Regions from separate parts of the Ovis aries genome. Here regions 2 and 3 are each linked to region 1. The links are chromatin contacts, called in public Hi-C maps. All regions are on one chromosome and are shown on one strand. Each heading gives the region's core, a stretch centred on a gene start, on an enhancer-like site or on the middle of the called end of the contact. The rest is flanking DNA. Distances are from core to core; before and after follow the strand shown.

Region 1 (4,496 bases), core at 910-3,409:
TATTTAGAAACCAAGATCTGGGCTAGATGCCCTCATCATTTTGTTGTGTCCCAGACTTTCTTGGTGGACAGAGTATGCATGGACTTATATAACTATATTTATTTCTATAAATAGAAATAGATTGATACCTCTATTACCAGTTCACTACTACAAGTTTCATTTTAGTTTCCTTTCCATATTTCTAACTCTCTTTCTCAACAGTGAGAAATTAGCTCCCATTTTCCTTAATATATTTACTTATCAATCCTCTTGTACATTACCTATCTCTAATCATCACTGCTGTCTCCTCCTCTGCTTGGCTACCCTCTCACTCCATCCATGCTGACATCCCAAGGCCAGGTGGTTCCTCTAGCACCAAGAACACCCCCATACCAGGCCACCTCCCTGTCTGAATGCCCTTCTCATCATGACTCCAACATGACAGTTTCTACTGCCTCCCCTTCTATGACAACACACATCCTCTACAGTGTACTTTTAAAAATACATGGTCTCTTCTGCTTGTGATAAAGTCTCTGTGAGGTAGTTAAGTAAGATATTATTATCCATAATTTTTCTTCCAAGAGATCTTCAAAATCTAATTCAAGAGAAACAGACTAACCTGCTCAAAGTCACACAGCTTCGACAAAACAGGATTTGAATGTAAGGCTCTTCACTACCCCAGTCCAGGATGCCTCTAAACTTATGCCGAAATTACAGTAACTTTTCTTTTTTCACTAGCAGAAACAGGTTTCAAACTCATTCACTCTGTGGTCAACTCTGACTTCCAGGTGTTTCTTTTCATGCAAAATATGAGACAAGCAATGGTGTGGTAGAAAAAGGACTGGAATCAAGAAACTTAAAAACTTTAGTTCAAGCCCAGCTCTGAGACTTTAAGCAAGTTAATTGCTTTCCTCAATTATAAAAAGGTTAGACTAGGTATCAGTGATTCTCTGCCTTGGGCTGAGATGGCAGTTACGGGTTTGTTTTTTTTTTAATCAATGATAGACATGCCTTCGAAATGTAGCTGTGAACATCTGTTCCCATAATTCCTATATATATATATATACACATATATATAATTTTATTGAAGTATAGTTAAATTACAATGTTCCATAATTCTTAACATCCAACTCGCCTAATTATGATACCAAGGCAATCCATTCCTATTGGATGTGTTAGCTGTTTTTATTATCAGTCTCATCATTCAAAATTATTTATTAGTGGCCTATTATCTGCCAAGTCCCGTATTACCGTTTTTCTAGCAGTCCCTTTCCGACGTGTCACTGTCACTTAGAACTTTATTACTGTTTTCCAAACTTGGAACTCATCTAAGTATTCGCATCTAAGTCGTGTTGTTTACAAGCACGCCAGATTCCTCTCCGGTCCTTTCTCCACCCACCACATTTCAAGACTGGTTCCTCTCCGCTCCCAGACATTAAATGAATTCCTCTCGGGAACAACCTCCTTCACCTACCAGTGGCTCCATCAACACTACATTCCTGGCTGGTCGGTGGGAATTCGGGTGGGACGTTTTTGGAAGTTGGAAGCACACTCCTGCCCCTCAACAGGACTTAAGCAGATCGTTGTGCTGTTAACCCTCGGCTCGGACCGGCGGAGGTTAATTGATTTAAGATACTCCAGGGGTCGGGAGATGGCCCCGGCGGGGCTTTAATTTCCTCGGGTCCCGGGTCCATGGCACAGACGTAGCGCGCCGCTTTCCACTGCGCAGGAACTTCCCCGGCCTCCGCGGTCACTCAGAAACGCCGGAGCCGGCCGTTCGCACGCACCCGCAGCCCTCCTCCCGGGGCCGCGCGCCCCGCGCCGCCGCGCGTGTCCTCAGGGAGCCTCTGCTTCCCTCCGCCTCCCTCGTCCCGCGTGCCCTTCAGCGAGTCTCCCTCCGCCCGGTCGACGCGAGCGGAGCGGGCGCGCGCGCCGGGCGGCAGAACGACGTGCGCGACACGCGCGGCCTCGCGCGGAGCGCCGGAAGGAGCCGGGCTCGGTCCCCTGGCGGCGTGCGCGCGCCGCCGCCCGCCGCCCGCCCCCTCCGGGCCCGGCTGCGGCCTCGCGCGCGCGCACTGAGACGCTGCCGCCGCCGCCGCCGCCGCCGCCGCCGCCGCCGCCGCGGCTGCTGCTCCGGCTGCTGCAGGAGGCGGCGCTGGCTGGCGGCTGCGCTCGCTCCAGTCTGCAAGCGGAGCAGCGAGCGAGCGTGTGTGTGTGTGTGTTTTTTAAAGATGGCCGGAGCGGCGGCGGCGGTGGCCGCGGGAGCAGCAGCTGGAGCCGCCGCGGCAGCCGTGTCGGTGGCGGCTCCGGGCAGGGCCTCGGCAGCCCCGCCGCCCCCGCCGGTGTACTGTGTGTGCCGGCAGCCGTACGACGTGAACCGCTTCATGATCGAGTGCGATATCTGCAAGGACTGGTTCCACGGCAGGTAAATAAACCCCCTCCAACCCCGCCGCCGCCGCCGCCGCCGGCCACCGGCCAACCGTCGCCGTCGCCGCGCCGGCCGCTCGCGCCGCCGGCCGCCCGGCCGCCGCGCCGCACCGAGCGCCCACGGGCCCGGGTGCCGAGCCCCCCGGCCCGGGCAGCGGGGCGCGCGGGGCCCCGGGCTCGCCGGGCGCCCGGCGGGCTTAGAGGGGGCTGGTGGGATCGCCCGGCCGGCCGAAGAGTCGCCACAACAAACGGGAACAAAGGGGACCGGCCGAGAAGTTGGCAGGGGGGGTACCGGGGCGAGGGGACGCGGCCGGGGCAGGCGCCAGCGGAGGCGGCGGGCGGAGCGCCGGCCCGGCCCGGCCCGCCGCGCCCGCAGCCCGGCCGCCGCCCCGCCCGGCCGGGGCTCCCGGCCCGGAGTCGCCACCCGGCCGACCGCCCTGCCCGACCGGCCACCGCTCCTTCCTTCCGGGCAGCGAGTGGTCGGCCCCGACCCGGGGGTCTCCAGAAATTGCCCTCCTCGCCTCAGCCGCCCGCCCGCCCGCGGGTCGCGGTCGCGCCCCCTTCCCCGGGCTTTTTATCAAACTTCCTCGGCCGTGGGGCGCTGGGACGGGGGCGTCGGCAGCGCCGGCCCGGCGGGGCTCCAGCGGAGTAAACAGAGCAACAGATGAGGAGGCACTTGCGGGGACTCGAGAGAGATGCCAGTCGGAAGTTCGGGCCGGGGGTCCCGGGCGGGACGGCGGGCGGCTCGGGTCTCGGCCCCCAGCCGCCGGAGCGGCTCAGCCCGTCCCGGCGGGGGTGGAGCGGATGGAGTGGGCAGCGGGGCCCGAAGGGACAGCCTCGCGCCCCCAACCCCCCGCGGCCGCCCCCGCGCCGCGGCTCAAACTTTGTTACAAAGAGTGAAACGTCCCCAATCGCCCGAGGGGACGGCGACCGGGGGCCGGCGACTGGGGGGCCAGCGCCCGGGGCGCCTGGTGCGGGCGAACTTTGGCCGGCTGGTGGGGACTTCGGGGCGGGTGGCGGGGGCGGCGAGCGTCGCCCTCTGCCTCGGCCGCCGCCTGTGTCTCGGGTTTGACGTTTGTGAGAGCTCGGGCCGCCCCCGCCGCCGAGCCGCCGACTCGTGTGTTTTGTAATCAAAGTGTGAGGCTAATAAAGGGCGGCGCCACAGCCTCTTGACTCCGGCGTGGGAGGGATTCGCAGGCATTTAAACAAAGAAACTAGTTGAGGTTGGGCTCCCCAAGTCCTTATTTGGGTGTTGTGGCAAGGCCTGCGGTCACTTTTAGGTGAAGCAGGTTTCCCGAGCCCCGTTTCGGGGTGTTTCTGGGCGAGAGTACGCTCGCGGGTAATAGCAGATATGGTGACTGTGATTGTAGGAAGTGTCCTTTGATTGACAGCAGGACATTTAAATACAGCCTCCGCTCCCCCCCCTCCCCAATTTTGCAGAAACACTACACGACCAGGCCAGATGTCTTGGTCTCCCTCTACTGGCCCTGGGAGAGAAAACCAGTTCACGGACAGCGTTCCTGTCAGTGTTGAGCGCTGGGTACAGTTAGTTTTACTTAATTTTCAAGTACAGCTAGTTTTACTTGATCCGTTTTCAGGTTGCCGAATTCTGACAGCAACAACAGAAGGAGAGTAAAACCAAAAAATTGTCAACGTAAAAGTAAGACAGCGTCCTTGCTTTGTATAGCAGATCCTCTTTTCACAGTCTGGTATATGCTGGAAGTGTTATTACAGCGTACTGCTTGTAATTAAAAACAAATTCTCCAAAGTTTTTTTTCGTTACTTGGAACGGATGCTTTTCCTTTATTTTGGTTGTACGTAAAACTGAAATAGGAAGATACAAGTCTTGCCAGTTCTATCTCTATATCCTCTTTTCCCATCATACGCAACCAGAATAGAGATGATCCAGAAATCTAGGTTCCCTGCAGAATAAATCCCGAATCCCTGGTGATTATGCAAATACTTATTTTTTCAAAGAACTGTTTTAGCTGCATAAGAAATTCACCCCATTGTACAATGTAGAGGTTTGGTAGGTTAATAAATTTTAGACTGGAATTTTATTTATCTTAATTTAGGTAACACTATAACGG
Region 2 (4,496 bases), core at 1,101-3,600, 190 kb before region 1:
AGAAGAACATTAATTACTGGTCAGGTAAGAGGGAGCTGCCCCCACAAACCCCACCTGTCCTAGGTGAGTTGGTGCTACTTTAGGAGTGACCTTGGAATGAAGGGGTTCTACGGTCTGGGCCCACTCTCAGATGGTAGCATTGACTGGGACTTCCCTGGTGGTCCAGTGGTTAAGACTCTGCGCTTTCAGTGCTTCCAACTGCAGGGGGCGAGGGTTTGATCCCTGGTCTGGGAACTAAGATCCCACACACCCTGTGGCCTGGCTCAGCAGGTGTGTTTTACCTGCCATTTATCAGGTGGATTGACTGGTTCCTAAAGAAAATTGACTCAATATTCATTGGAAAGACCGATGCTGAAGCTGAAGCTCCAATACTTTGGCCACCTGATGTGAAGAGCCGACTCACTGGAAAAAACCCTGATGCTGGGAAAGATTGAGGGAAGGAGGAGAAGGGGGTAACAGAGGATGAGATGGCTGGATGGCATCATCCACTCGATGGACATGAGTTTGAGCAAACTCTGGGAGACAGTGAAGGACACTGCAGACCCATGCTGCAGTCACAGGGTCGCAAAGAGTTGGGCAGGACTGAGCAACTGAACAACATCAGTTGCGGAAGGTGGGCTCAGCCTGTCTCCATGTCACACGGGAGGAAGACAAACCACTGCAAGTCTGAATGTCCAGGCAACTAGCAACAAACACCAAGGACGCTTAACAGAGAAGTCAGTTTCAGAAAGGCTCTTCTTGTCTGGGAAATTATGATTTTGAGAATACCCAAAATGAAAACTGTGGGGAATTCCCTGGCGGTCCAGTGGTCAGGACTTTGCACTTTCACTGCCCAGGCCTTGGGTTCCATGCTTGTGCTGGGAACCAGAATCCCACAAGCTGTGCAGCGTAGCCAAACAAAACAAAAGGCACAAACAAATGAAAAACCCGGTGGTTCGAATGTTTGTGCTGTATTCTGCCACAGGCTGGAAAAAAAGTTCCTTATGACAGTGTCTCTCTAACTGACTATCAGAATTACCTGGGAAGGTAATCAAATAATTAAATATACAGGGACCTCCCTGTGGCTCAGTGGTAGAGAATCTGCCTGCCAATGCAGGAGACACAGGTTTGATCCCTGGTCCTGGAGGATCCCACATACCTCGAGCAACTAAGCTCATGTGCCATAACTACTGAAGCCCGTGTGTCTGGAGCCTGTGCTCTGCAAGAAGAGAAGCCACCGCAGTGAAAACCCTGAGCACCGCAACTAGAGAATAGCCCCTGCTTACTGCAGCTGAAGAAGGCCTGCACACAGTAATGAAGATCCAGCACAGCCAAAAATAAATAAATAATAAAAGAGTTAAAAATATATGTATCTATATTCCGGAGCCCATCTCAGATCTGCTAAATAGATGTAAAAACATGCACACACTCCCAGGTGATTTTGATAAGCAGCCAGGTTTGGGAAGCATCAACCAGCACAGTCAACCACCTGAAACTTTATTCTTGCCCTCAGCATCTCTGCTTAAACATCCATCTACACTTCAACATCTCAGATCACAAGGAGCTCACTACCTCCTGACAAAAATCAATTTTGTGTGCACAGCTCTTACGTAGGGTTGAAATCTATGTCTTTGAGGTTTCTAACCATGGACCCTCATGCTACGCCAGGATTCTTAGTCCACACGACAGCCCAGCAGACATTTGGAGCAGCAAGCAGGTCCCCTTGAAGCAGATATCCCAGACCCTTTGACTGTTCTTCAGTTGTGTTTCGTCTCCTCATCAAATGTCTCATAAAAATACATGAAAGCTTATCCTGTTTGATAACTAAATTTGATGTGCTACAAATTGTCCCTGTCTATGACACCCTTCTTCATTTCTCCGAGTTTTATTTTCTGGTCTTCTCAAAAGTCATAGAACATGACAAGTCTGTATCATCACACAAATTAAAATCTATACTTAAAAACTCTAAGCTTTAAATGAATGAAGGAGGTTCCCTGAAGCTACTGTGGCCGCATGATCCAGCAAAAAAGAGAAACAGCCAAACCACTTTTCCCCCCTCTGGCTTTTCAAATGAAGAAAGCCATTCTACTTCCGGTGTCTAACCACTGTCATGTGAGCTGAAATCTTACTTCTCCCCCGACCCCGGCCGCCTCCCCCAGTAAGTTCTCAGGCTTTCTGCAAAAGCCCCCTTCACACGCCCTGCAAGGAGAAAAGAGCCATGTCCACCCGCCGCAAAACCCTCCATCCTGCAGCCTCCACCTGTTGCTCACCAGTTGCTCACGCCTGCCAGCAGGTGTTTGCTCTTTCTCCTGGTTTTCCTTTTGGCCCTCCGTGCCCCTTCTTCCTCCTGCCTCGAGGTGTGGTGGGAACTGTAGTTCTGTCCCCAGGTGTCAGGTTTAGTGGCTCGAGAAACCGAAAGGAAAGTGTAAACCTTCCTTCCTCACCCCCTCCCCCGCCACCCGGAGGAGCTGCCACTGGGTACAAAGCGCGGGGTGAGGTCCTGGCCACACCCGCCACGCTAAGTCAACTTTCCTCTGAGCGTGGAGCATCCCATGTCATCCATCACAGCCCGAACGAAAAGGACTAGCCAGCTGTATCAGCCAACACCTACTGAGCCACCCTGTTCCTTTTTTCTGCTTGCCTTCTCTTGGGCGGCCCCAATCCCCATTTTTTCCTGGTGTCCCCTGTTTGCCTGGGTGGGGCTGGCTAGTTGAAGGACAACAAATTAAAGGGGACTACAGACCTGGGTTTTGAGTCATTTAATTGTTTTGTGGGCTTGAATAACCTTTGCTGAGGAGTCACTGAGCGAAAGGAGGTGATCAAAGAGAAGACTGAAGAACTAAATTGGGAAGATCCCCTGGAAAAGGAAATGGCAACCCACTTCAGTATTCTTGCTTGGAAAATCCCATGGACAGAGGAGTCAGGCAGGCTACAGTCCATAGGTCGCAAGAGTTGGACACGACTTAGCGCTATCTTTTCTTTCTTTCAAAGCTGGAAAAAATGTTTCCTTCCCCCCTCAAAATCTACCCCAAAACAAAGGTTAATTTCTAAGAAGACCTGGCATCCGTCAGTTCCCGATGGTGGCCATGGAGGCATCAAGCTGAGCTGAATTTTCCTTTTTGACTCTCCCCCCACAGAGTCTGGAAGAGTCTCTGCTTCTCCCAGCCTGGGGACTAGCTCGGCTCCACTATGTAGAATGTGCCGAGTAGGCAGTTAAGCCGCAAGCACCACATGCAAAACAGAACATCTGGATTGATAAAATACGAAACTGGCATAGTGTTTTCAAACTGTGGGCTGAGACTCATTATGAGTCACGAAGTCAATTTCAGTGGGCTGTAACCAGCATTTTTACCAAAGAGATGAAGAAAACAATTCAGAATGCATTCCTGTTTTCCTGAACTGTTTGTGTCAGTTGTGAACAGGGAGGTGTGTGCCGGGGGTGATGTAAGATGTACTTCTTACTGCGTGTAGAGGCCTGGCACTGAAAGAGAGGACAGTTTATTCACTACACAGCAACATTTCTTTAGAGAAACTGTAAATGATGATTTATCTTATCCAAAGTTCCATTTACATATCACTTGCAGGAACCTCTCTTTTTTTAAATTTAAACAAAAATGTTTGATTAGAGTATAATTGCTTTACAATGCTGTGTTAGTTTCTGCTGAACAACAACGTGAATCAGTTATATGTATTCTTATATCCCCAGGAGGGCTTCCCAGGTAGCACAGTGGTAAAGAATCCGCCTGCCAACGCAGGAGACACAGCAGACTCGGATTTGATCCCTGGATTGGGAAGATCCCCTGGAGGAGGAAATGGCAACACACTCCAGTGTCCTTGCCTGAAAAAATCCTATGGACAGAGGAGCCTAGAAGGCTATGGTCCATGGGGTCACAAAGAGTCAGACACAACTGATCGAGTGAACACACATGTATCCCCAGGAACCTCTCAGGGAGGATAAACCCAATGTTGGCAGGTAAAGCAAGAAAACAAACAACCAAAAACACTGCCAAATACTGCTGCTGCAGATGGTGTTTTGAAAGCTATGGTCATGTATATGAGGCTTGAAAATGAGATATAAGTCAAGATCCATGACAAATGTATGGGCAGGGACAGGAAATAGAACCTGTGAGATGTGTCAATGAGGTTAGGTGTACACATGTTTTCTTCGTCTCGTATTGATTACTAATAAGGGAAAACAACAACAACCAAAACCAGCTGACTCAGACTTCCCACTTGGGAGGGTGTCTAGAAGCAGAAATCAAATGGTAAAATGCCTGGATGGTTATGGACGTAGGAGAAATGCTGCTTTTCCCTACCCCAACCCTGTTCACCAACGTTGATTATAAGTGCAAAGAGCTGAGCTTGGGCTACGGGGGAGATGCATTCTTGACATGGGTGGTGGTGACACAGGTTATATACCTATTTTATACACACACACATATATGCATATGTGTAAGTTGCTTCAGTTGTGTCCAACTCTTTGTGATCCTTTGGACTGTAGTCCAACAGAATCCTCT
Region 3 (4,496 bases), core at 860-3,359, 130 kb before region 1:
TAGAACTTAGCAATCTCTTTTTTCTCATTCCTTTCTTAATCTTCCTCTTAAACTTGATGCCGGTAACCCTTTCGTCTTCTCCAGGACTTTTTTTCCTTTGGCTTTTACGGCATTTCAATGTATTGAATCTCCTTACCGCCTGTTTTTTTTTCACTGGGTTCTCTTCTCTGTTCATCTTCTGCTAGTTTCTGTAATAGGGGTCACCAGCTTTCCCAGAGAGCTGTTCTTAGATCCTAACAATAGTTCTGTTAAGTCCTAAAGAGAGGTATGGCACCTGTTTACATAATACTATCTGGTGTTTAGTTAAGAGCAAGTCTCAAGGGAAGTGAGCTCAACTTATGTAGCCTCAGTCCCCATCCTGTCCCCACCCAGACCACACTGCCAATTGCCTTCATGAATGGTTTTCAAATTTTCCTAAGTCAGAAGCCATTTTGAGAATCCAAAACGCATGTACCCTCTCCCCAGATCAAACATTCAAGATTTGTTACAAGGGGGCTTCCGTGGTGGCTCAGTGGTAAACAACCTGCCTGCCAATGCAGGAGGCTCAAGTTCGACCCCTGATCCAGGAGGTGCCGCATGCCGTGGAGTGACAAGCCCGTGCGCCACAACTAGGGCCTGTACTCTAGAGCTGCGACCGCAGAGGCCCGTGAGCCCCGGAGCCCGTGCTTCACAACTGGAGAAAAGCCCTCGCAGTGACGAAGACCCAGCACAGCCAAAAGTAAAAGCAAAATTATTAGAGAGGAAAAAAAAGACTTATTACAGGGTGTTCGTGGACCAAAACTTGAAGCCAATCCTTGGAACACAAAGTTAGAAACCTTGGTTGAGAGAATCGGGTGTACCTGTTTGCCCGAGGTTTCCCACAGCCCAGCTTCTGTCTATTTCTTAATTGAATCTCCCACTGTCCCTCTACACGAACTTGCTACAGAATCAGACTGGTCATCTTAACTGTTGTTTAGTTGCTAAGTTGTGTCTGACTCTTTTGCTTCCCCATGGACTGGAGCCTGCCAGGCTCCTCTGTCCATTGGATTTCCCAGGCAAGAATACTGGAGTGGGTTGCCATTTCCTTCTCCAGGGGATCTTCCCAACCCAGGGATGGAAACTTGTGTCTCCTGGATTGACAGGCAGATTCTTTACTGCTGAGCTACCAGGGAAGCCCAGTCATTTATTAGTTGGCTACAAATGGCAGTATTTATGTCTTTTTTTTTTTTTTTTTTGGTAAGGAAGTACCAGTTTTTTGGTTTGGTTTTTAGATGAAAAAAAGCTTAACTGTGATAGAATACATGTAACATAAAATGTATGCTCTTAACCACTTTAAGTGTACAGTTCAGTATTTACTGATATACTCACACTGTAGTGCTTAACGTCTTGTGTTGATTCACACTTTGTATCCATAATACCTCTTTTTAACTCTCTGTTTTCTGAGTCTTACTTTTCCTTCAAGTCTTGGCCAAGCAACATGTGGTCCAAGAACAGCTTCCCAGCCAGCCTTACTAGCATCCACTGTCTCGCCTTTTTTTGGTAGTGAGCGTAAGATTACTTACTTGGTGCTTAGCTGCTTACCTATTTTTATATCTGACTCTCCAAGGAGATTATTGGTCGTTTTCTCCCAATGCCTAGTTTCTTGCATGGTTGGTGCTGAGTAAATGTTGATCATGTTGGAAAAGGTGGAAGGAAAATGAGAGTGGAAAGGGCATCTAGTGGGTGTGTCTTCCTGACCCTGCACCTTGCCCTTCCTCTTGCTTTAACTAGGATACCGCTTCCTGCAGTGAATGGCCAGGTTACTTAAATTGAAGTATAGTTGATTTAGAATGTTGTATTAGTCTCAGGTGTACAGCAAAATGACTCCGTTTTATATCTATATGTGTGTGTGTATCCTTTTTCAGATTTTATTCCTTTATAGGTTGTTAAAAAATATTGGGTAGACTTCCCTGTGCTATCCAGAGTATCTGTTTTATATATAGTTCTGTGTATGTGTTAATCTCCATGGAGCTTTTCCTGTTTACCCCCTTCTAATGCTCTTTCTTTCCTTTGAACTTCTTGAGCCATTGCAGGTAGACTATGAAGTCTGCCCGGGCTGAGTGGTTTTACTGCCTTATTTTATTCTCTGATTGTTTCTGGTTAAGTTGTCATTTCCTCAATTACATTGTGAATATGAAAGAGTCAACTCCATGTCCAAGGTTGCAGCAGCTATTTAATCAAGACAGCTGGTTTACCTTCCCGTGTGTGTGTTCATGTTCCCGTGTGTGAGTTCCCGTGTGTGTTCCCATGTGTTCATGTTCCTGTGTGTGTTCGTGTTCCCGTGTGTGAGTTCCCATGTGTTCCCATGTGTTCATGTTCCCGTGTGTGTGTGCCCGTGTGTGTGTGTGCCCATGTGTGTGTGTGTGTTCGCTTAGTCACTCAGTCATGTCTGTCTCTGTGACCCTGTGGACTGTAGCCTGCCAGACTCCTTTGTCCCTGGGATTCTCTAGGCAAGAATACTGGAGTGGGTAGCTGTTCCCTTCTCCAGGGGATCTTCCCAACACAGGGATCGAAACCTGGTCTCCTGCACTGCAGGCAGATTCTTTACTGTCTGAGCCACCAAGGAAGCCCCATCTTCCTTTTGCTTTTCTATAAATGCCCCAATCATTTCCTGTGACCAAGTTTGTTTCAGCATATATCCAGAATAAATCAGATTCTGTATGAAATTTATATGTGTGAACACAGATAATACAAATTAAATTGTTATATATGTGTTATAAATAATTCTAGGTGACTATGTATATATATAATAAAACTATGTGGTACTTTCAACTGCACACACGCATATAACTATATACAAATGTATGTGTAAGTCAAGACTAGCATTTGAAAGGGCATTCTGTGCTTAAGCCCCAGGGGTGTGGTCTTCCCACCATCACCAGAACAATGCTTCATGTGTGTGCACCTCTTTTATTTGTTTATTTTCAGCTTCTCATCTCCCTGGCCTCATTTCCTCCCTCCCTCCTTGCCTGCCTTCCTTCACACGACTTTTGCAGGTGCCCTCCTATCCATCGCTGTGTCCTACCCCCTGTGACGTAGGAGGGGATGGATCTGGTCCTTAGACTGGAGAGCTAAGGCTCTGAGAAGCTCATGGCTTTGCCCGGGGACACACATCTAATATCGGACAGCAGGACTGACTCAGAACCCAGGTCTTCTGACATCAGTGTTGGTTTCTGTGATGCCACGCGTCCTCTTCTCGTTTGACTTGAATCTTGTCCTAGGCTTCCTTCCAAGGTATATGGTGTGCTAAAGCTCTTGTCCTCTGAGCTGCAGTCCCGCAGGTGAGAGGCCGGCCAGACGCTGCGAAGCTTTGTCTTAAAACTGCCTGCCGCCTCGCTCCTGCTGCTGGGCTGAGTGCCCCTCCGCGCTCCAGGTTTGCCTTTTTAAAGAGCATCTCTTCCCTCTTTCCTGGTCCTTCCGCCTGAGGCTCGGGAAGATCTCCCACCCGACAGACTCTGGTCTTCCCTCCTCTCGGCCGTGGAGTGCCACGTGCCCACCTGAGCCAGCTCTGCCCCTTCGTCTTGACCACGGTCCCTACTCTTACCTTGTTCTTCATTCATGGCCAAGTTGCATAGCTTGCGGGATCTTAGTTCCCCAACCAGGGATTAAACTGGGTCCTGGCGGTGAGAACTCTTGAGTCCTAACCACTGGACCGCCAGGGAGTCCCCTTACTCGTCTTTCTTTTCTTAGGATTATCTGTTTGTGGCTGTGCTGGGTCTTCCTTCCTGCGTGGGATTTTCTCCAGGCGCAGCAGTGGGGTCTGCTCTCTAGCTGTGGTGCATGGCTTCTCACTGCGGTGGCTCCTCTCGTTGCAGAGCACGGGCTCTGGAGCACAGGCTCAGTAGTTGCGGTGCATGGGCTTAGTTGCTCTGCAGCACGTGGGATCTTCCTGGACCAGGGATCTAGCCTGCGTCTCCTGCACTGGCAGGCGGATTCTTTACCACTGACCCACCAGGGAAGCGCCCGCCCCCCCCCCCCGCCCCCGCGCCCCGGCCGCACCCTTCTTGCTAATGAATGTTTAACTCGCTTTGAATAACGGTCTTGCATCTAAAGTGCCATGAGTCAGCTTTTTCTCATCTGCCACTGCCCTCCGATTAAAGAAATAGCTTATTTTTCCTTTTTGTCCTTTCCGAAATTAGGTAACAAGTAAAATCATTTGCAACCATTTTAAATCCCCTTGAAGCCCAAGGAAGTTGCCATAACTTCATCATCAGTGAAATACTCGTAAAAATGCCACCCCTTTGGGTGAAAATGTTCTTGTGGATTGTAATAGGATAACTGAATTTAGGTAAAGCCTTTCATTTGAGCGCTTCTAAGGCCCTCAGCGTGTTTAATAGCTATCACCGCGCCCCAAGGAGTGACATCAGGATACGATTGTATGTGTCTATGCGTGTTTGCTTATTTACTTAGCATTTTGTTTGTTTTCTGAGGCTCATCATAGAGTTTCAGGAACCTAACTATTGCTGTGGATTCCATTA

Evidence for each region. Hi-C and Micro-C count contacts between places; a contact is called where the count stands out from the background.
Region 2: a Hi-C map of blood shows a contact between it and region 1, with 5 times the contacts expected there. The contact joins the promoter of RAB19 here to the promoter of KDM7A in region 1. A contact is called at or near these places in 4 of 16 Hi-C or Micro-C datasets (blood, muscle, omental adipose tissue and 1 more).
Region 3: a Hi-C map of tail adipose tissue shows a contact between it and region 1, with 4 times the contacts expected there. The contact joins the enhancer-like site here to the promoter of KDM7A in region 1. A contact is called at or near these places in 5 of 16 Hi-C or Micro-C datasets (blood, mixed tissues and tail adipose tissue).

The regions. Positions count from the first base shown.
Region 1 is chr4:105,027,458-105,031,953 of ARS-UI_Ramb_v3.0, reverse strand. It overlaps KDM7A (lysine demethylase 7A), which reads left to right and starts at 2,159. Exons shown (of 17, transcript XM_060414895.1): 1 at 2,159-2,404. The coding sequence starts at 2,211. It overlaps LOC105609820 (a long non-coding RNA gene), which reads right to left and starts at 1,939. Exons shown (of 2, transcript XR_001434620.4): 1 at 1,454-1,939.
Region 2 is chr4:105,219,146-105,223,641 of ARS-UI_Ramb_v3.0, reverse strand. It overlaps RAB19 (RAB19, member RAS oncogene family), which reads right to left and starts at 2,350. Exons shown (of 5, transcript XR_006059708.2): 1 at 2,250-2,350.
Region 3 is chr4:105,159,199-105,163,694 of ARS-UI_Ramb_v3.0, reverse strand. The region is part of intron 14 of SLC37A3 (solute carrier family 37 member 3); the gene reads left to right. Among named protein-coding and RNA genes, the nearest start is that of SLC37A3, 52 kb to the left of the region's middle. Within about 2 kb of position 2,109, at least 4 of the 54 cell types and tissues checked have an H3K27ac peak or open chromatin away from gene starts, as enhancers often do.